Linked DNA regions of Oryctolagus cuniculus: region 2 is linked to region 1. Evidence: chromatin contacts called from public Hi-C data. All regions are on one chromosome and are shown on one strand. Each heading gives the region's core, a stretch centred on a gene start, on an enhancer-like site or on the middle of the called end of the contact. The rest is flanking DNA. Distances are from core to core; before and after follow the strand shown.

Region 1 (3,375 bases), core at 640-3,139:
GGCTTCCCAAGAAAGTTTGAATTCCATTAGGTCCTTGGACTGCCCCCTAAATGGTATTTTCTCTTCTTCACATGACTATTTGCCTTTCTCTGCTTTCTCAACTGGTGACTGCACAGGGATTGGGAAATTCTCCTTAATGATAGCAAGATATATTCCTGAAGCCTAGAGTGGTTCTAAGGTGATGGCATGAGTGTATTGTGAGTCAATGTAAATAGAAATTATTCCGTACTACCATGTGCCTCCTCTGTTTGAGATCCCATGGCTATTGACTGCCCAGTGTAGGGTCATTTCCTAATGAGTTGAGAGTATGCACAGAAAGTATCCTTTTAACGTAATAAAACAGTACAAATAAAAACGAAAATCACTTCAGAAGTCACTGGAATGAGGAACTGGATGTGATCTTCACTCACACACCCCGGGCAGTGGGAAGTCCCTCCGGAAGCTCGGGCACTGCTGGAGAAAGTGCTGGACTAGATGATTGACGTTTCCCCTGTGAGGAGGGGAAGAACAGCTACCTACTGACTGTGAGCTTAACCTTCTCAATCAGTTGCTCAGTGCCTCAAGGGCAGACCTCTAGCACAATCTCCCATCTATGAATCACTAAATATTTACTGGAGCATAACTTTTCCCTGACACTTCTGCATTTTGCATGATTAATTTTATATGTGATTTAACTGAAGCGTGGATGGTCTTGCTCTATCCAGTTAGGAAATTAATGGTGAAGGTGAGAGGTATTTATCCCATCAGTACTCTCTACCAGAACCTCCTGCTTCATTACGGAGAATATATCAATACTGTCCTGCTTCTGAATGAAAGGCAAATGGCTTCAAAACACACAAAAGATTATGCTTCTTGGAATTAACTCCAAATTGAAATGTAAGGTGATTGTTCTTTGCAGGGAGACAAGAAAAGAGGTAGTACACTTGCAGATTGACTTTTTACCTTTAGCTGCAAGATTAAGTGATGTAATACGCTCTCATTTTGTATTTTACTTTCAACTGATGAATATCTAGCATTTTCTGAAATCATCTACTTACGCCTATTTAAAAAGACAGAAGAGTAGCTATATATTTTTAAGTCTTTGTTTTTATATTGACAAAACAATCTCTTTAGGATGAGCTCTTCTACAGAACCCTCAGATGACTTGTTATAATCAATACTCCTTAACTACCACTCACATAAGACACTTTAAGAATGAGAGATAAGAACAGAGAAAAAAAGAGACATGTAGCATAGAAACTATTTCATTGTGACATTTGTTTATGAGAATATAGAACGATACTGTAGCCCCAACAGAAAGCATTGTGGCTTTCTGATGATGTAGCACAAGTTCATTCCGAGGTGTCCTCCCCTAAATGAATTTCAGAGAGTCACAGTGCTTGCAATTATCCAGGTATGCTCACATAATGGAGGTGATCACAGATACAGCAAGTAGAGTCAACACCTCATATGATTCTTAATCAGCACTAGCTTAGTTAGAGGACTTGGCTAAAAGATCACAACAGTTTTCAAAACTGAGGTCACATGAAACAACACACTAATATCAGAATTTGGGAAGCACAGTTCTTAAGTCACAAATCAAGTTATTCTTGGAGAAAATCCAGGGAAATATTCTCCCCTGATCAGACTGCTACTCCAAAGAACCAGGTTAGTAAACACAACTAGCAAGTAACTGAGAAAGTCTGTCCAAAAGTTGAACGTAGTTAGTAGCTGAAAACAATCTTACCTCCTCAAGCAGGAAGCCGGCAGACCTGCAAGCCCTTTGCACATCTTGTCTAACAGCGTGGGATTCGCCGAGGAGGAAAGAAACGCAGCAGGAGGAGCTGTGGCCTCTGTTTTGCTCAAGCTTCGGTTTCACTCCTGCAAAGATGCTGCCAGAATCCTGAGCTTCTCCTTTCCAGGCCTGTAGGGGTCTCTTTTATAGCCCGGCCACGAGCGACGAGCCAATCAGATAACAGCTCTGCGGTACCAGCGCCTGTCTCCTCTGCCTCTCCAGCCCCTGGAAGGCAGGAGGAAGAAAGGACTTACGCATCAGCCATGCAAAATGGACAAGCTGGGAAAATCCTCTTCCAAAATAGACATACATGAAAAAAGTGACTCAATATCTCTACAAATGTCTGTGATTTTTAACTTCTAGAGACGGGAAAAATAAAAGTCTACAGTGTTGGAAAATATGGGAGTTTATTCTTTTGTCTGTAAAAACAGTATCAGGGACAACATTGCCTCCGGAACGGAAAGGTGCCAGTAGGAATTCTAAGGCACACTTTGGGGGTTGAATCTCAACACACTTTCTCTTTTGGATGAGAAACATCACATTGTATGTGACCCAATATTTGACCTGCTCGATTTCCAAAAGGCAGGTGGGAGGATCATCGTCTCCGAGAGATGATTTCTCCATTGCAAGACACACGGAGGTGTGGGGAGAAATAGCTAAATGGCAGACAGGAATATGCCTGGCAGCATAGAAAAGCTGGCCCAGGAGAAATAGATTTGCTGCATCTGTCATCAAACTGACTGTAGAATACTTTGCTCCAATTCTTATTAAGAACAGAATTCAGCCCAGCACTGACAATTTCTCCTGTACATGCTTGCCTCCTGCAAAAAGCCTCAAATAGCAGCCTGAGGTCCAGGGCAGCAAGGAGATGAATAAATATAGATACTGATTCTTGTTAGCAACTGTGTTCATGTCTTATGTAATTCTAAGCTTCTAAATTGGTATTTCAAGAGGAAGAAAGGGAGGGAGAGAAGGAAAGACAGAGAAAGAGAAATGCTCCAGAGAGCAGGCAGGCAGAAAAATATGGTTTGCTTTGCCTATTACCTGGCTTCAGGGTTAGCATAAGAATATTCTGCCCTGCAGGTACTTCTGAACACCGAGACTATTAGTATCTTTTGCATGTAATATCATAGACTGAATATTTTAAAGAATCATGCAGGTGTTTCGTATCTTACAATCATAGCTCATGTACACTAGAACTGCAGAGAGTGCTTCTTTGTATCTGAAAGCTGTGAGTACAAGGGGGAAATTAAATACCAAGTCTGACCCAGACAGCTCTCATTTTGAAAGCAGGTAGATTTCTGACCGCAAGCTACAGGGAGCTGTGCTTTACTTAGAAGAAACAGAGATATCAAGTAGTTCAGGTGGGAAAGATGAAAAATAGATGGGAGCCAGTAGAATGCAAAGAGAGTGCGAAGACAGAATGCAAAATGGAAAAGAGCTGTACCTGTATGTCCCCCTTCCCCCATTCATGCCCTTGAAAATCTCAAGCTGCCTCCACTCCCCCTCCCCAGCTAGCAAAGAGATGGTAAACAAACATAAAAAGGCTAAGGACTATAATCTTCAGAGGATGCATTTAGATGGTAGGAAAAAGCTTTGGC
Region 2 (3,375 bases), core at 642-3,141, 200 kb after region 1:
TTGAATGTAGTAGGCTACATGCAAAGAAGAATTAAAGTTGTACAGATGGAACTAAGCTCGCCTGTCTGCTGAATTTAAAATAGAAAGAGTATCCTGATTATTCAGGCAGGCCCAATGTTATGGAAACCACTCTAAATGCAGAAGATTGAGAAAACTGTCAGTATGAGGGGGACGCAGTGTGAGAAAGGCTGGACCAGCCATTGCTGGCTTTGGAGATACAAGAAGGGACTCAAGAGTCAAAGAATGCACACAGCCTCTAGGCCTCCAGAAGGAACACACACCTGCTACTACATTAACTTTAGCACCTAGGGCCCACCTTAGACTTCTGACCACTCAGAACTGTAGCACAATGTATTTACGTTGTTTTGAACCAATAAGTTTATGATTATTTATTACAACAGCAGTAAAAAAAAAAAAACACTTATTCTTGCTTAATTACCTATTCACATGCTTCTACTAAGGACTTCATCACTCCCATTCTTCTTTTTTGCCTTCCAATCCAGACCAGACAGCACAAGCAAGCACTTGGACAAGCATGACCAACAAACCAAGTCATATTCCACTGCTCAGAGTTTTTTTCAGTCTTACTATGGGCCACTTTTCTGACACAAATGGGGTAATCAGGTGCATCGTCTGAAGCTCTGTCCCCTTAGAGGAATTTTTCCCATTAAACTTTCAGGGCCATTCTACTACTATATAGCCACACTCAATTTTCTGCTTATACCCCATACTAAGTGTGATAGAACATTTTCTGTTGCTCTAATAAAATACCTGAGATTAGATAGTGTGTAAAGAAAGAGATTGATTTGGCTCACAATTGTGGAAGGTAGAAGTCCAACCTCAAGTAACTCCATCAGTTCAGTCTCTGATGAGGGCCCTGACTACAATACAACATGGTGGATGGGTGTGTGAGATCAATTACATGGGAAACAGGAAGAAGGAGAAGTTCAGGGGGTCTGCTCACTTTTGTGTGAACTAGCCAGACTCCCATGAGAACTACACATAGCCCCTCCAAGGGCAGCACTCCAATGCCCTAATCCCCTTCCCCTAGGCCTCACCTCTTAAAGGTTGCACCACGTCGACAATACCACAACTCCCAATGCATGAAGCTTGAACCATATCCAAACCACTGAGCTCACTCATCTGTATCAGTGTCCTGTCTATGACTGCCATGACAAATTACCACAAGCTCAGTGGTTTAGGAAAATGGAAAATTATGCTCTCACAAATTTGGAGTCCAAAAATCAAATAACAAGATGTCATCAGGGGTTCCTTTGGAGGTTCTGAGGGAGAATCCCTTCCATATCTCTCTCTGTCGCATCTGGTAGCTGCTAACCATCCTTGGCATTCCTTTGTGGGTTTATCATTCCAATATCTGCGTCCCTCTTCCAACTGCCTTCTCACCTGAGGTCTCTGTCTTCTCCTCCTTCGTCTCTTATAGGGACACATGTCTTTGGATTTAAAACCCACAAGGATAATCCTATATGATCTCATCTTGACATCGTTAATTACATCTACAAAGACCCTTACACAAGTTAAATTTACATGTTCATACACACACAAATATATATACATATATATATATGCAGAAAGTTCAAAGAAAATGTGTATTAAAATTATTATATATTTCAAATTTTTTGCATGGATTTCAAAGTTACCTTTTAATTCTATTTTCCATGAAGTTGTTGAAGTCCTTGTGTGTGTGTGTGTGTGTGTTCAGTACAGTACAACATTCATGAATCAAGCTCTTCCTTTATTATCGTCTGCCAACTGAAAATAAACCACTCCTTTCCTTCAAAGTGTTCATAAGCGCGAGCTGAGGAAGATGAACAGTGCAACAGCAGCAGGGGGTGTGGCAGTCTACTCTCTGAAGCAGCCCACTTGTGCCCTCTGTCTTTACTGATGTGCAACTGCGGATGTATCACTTACATTCAAAAACGGATTGCTCTTTAATTCATCCAACCTTATGATTCAGTAGGTCTGACAAAACCCCATTCTGTCTTCATGATCACTTGACATCTCATGGTCAGATGTTCCATCTTTCCCCAGGTCCAAGAGCCTGAAGAGCTACATTTAAAATGGTGTCTAATTCTTTGCTGCAAATGGCTTCACTGTTTGTCTAAACCCTGAGGGTCTATGTCATGATTCTCCTATTGAAGGTTGATTTAAACTTCACACACTGCATGTTTTTCAACCACAGATACTTCAAGCACTACAGAGCTCATCAGATCACACAGCCCAGTGGGAGGGCTGCTTGATCTTGCATCCAGGATTTGTGCAGAGCCTTTTCCTGCTTAGGGCTCCACTCAAAGCTGACCATCTCCCCTTTCACTTGGTAAACAGGGCATGGCACCATCCTCAAGGATGGCATATGCTACTTCCAACGTGAAGCGGTTTCCAAGTGTAGTACTTGCTTGGAAGATGTAAGATGCAATTTTGCCCTTCCCCTGGAGAGGCCATCTTACCATGCCCAGGCCCCTTGACTCCTGGAGAAACTTCCCAATTAGGGCAGACCCGAATTTCCTGCATCCCTCATTCTGGAGCACATTATCACCAAGGCCCTTGTCATACTTTCCACTTCTTGTTGGCCCAATATGATTCACAAAATGGCATTAATACTATGAACTCCAGATCCATTTGGGCTGTGTTATATCTGAGGGGAGTACAGCTAACATGACCTTGAAACAAGATCATGAATATATACTATTTTCTACTGTGGGTGACTATTAATGGTTTCTGATTCTACTTTCTAATCGAGATGAAGGGAATACATTTGTCAGATCAATGGCAACAGGTAGTGTACCTGAAGTTGTGTTAATCTGCTCCAGCAGAGCAGATGCAATTAAGCTCAGTTGGAGGAATTCTACTGTGACCTATTTGGATCCATCAGAGAGCAGATAGATTAATTAACTGGTGATATAAGAGATACCACCACCCACGAACTCTTTATATCTTAGAGGAATACTCAGCTTGGCCATCCCTCCTGGAATACAATACAGTTTCGTTATACTGTCTTGACCAGGAGTGAGTGGGATTGAAGGAATTTCAGACGCTTTCATATAACCTTCATCCATCCTTACCATGTTAGCTGTTACCCCACAGGTTAATAAACAGGTACGAGAGTTCTGCATGCTACAAATATGTCCATTCTTATTATATATTTGGAGACCAGATAAATACTGTCAGGTGGGTTCATGGATTCAGAGGACCCACTATGAGACAGACATGAGCCATGATTCCATTTACTATGAGGTTTTCATGTGTCCAGTCGAATGGGGCTGGGGCATAAAGCCACTTCCTGTTCCTGCGTATGTATCTCTGTTCAGATTCTGTGCTCAAACTTCTATAAATGTCTTGGCATTTCTCTTGGTGTAT

What was found. Hi-C and Micro-C count contacts between places; a contact is called where the count stands out from the background.
Region 2: a Hi-C map of skin fibroblasts shows a contact between it and region 1, with 3 times the contacts expected there. The contact joins the enhancer-like site here to the promoter of RGS4 in region 1. A contact is called at or near these places in 5 of 6 Hi-C or Micro-C datasets (ear pinna, embryonic fibroblasts, psoas muscle and 2 more).

Annotation. Positions count from the first base shown.
Region 1 is chr7:35,612,491-35,615,865 of mOryCun1.1, forward strand. It overlaps RGS4 (regulator of G protein signaling 4), which reads right to left and starts at 1,890. Exons shown (of 5, transcript NM_001082214.1): 1 at 1,727-1,890. The coding sequence starts at 1,770.
Region 2 is chr7:35,809,765-35,813,139 of mOryCun1.1, forward strand. No RefSeq gene overlaps it. Among named protein-coding and RNA genes, the nearest start is that of CCDC190, 36 kb to the right of the region's middle. Within about 2 kb of position 1,892, at least 2 of the 8 cell types and tissues checked have an H3K27ac peak or open chromatin away from gene starts, as enhancers often do.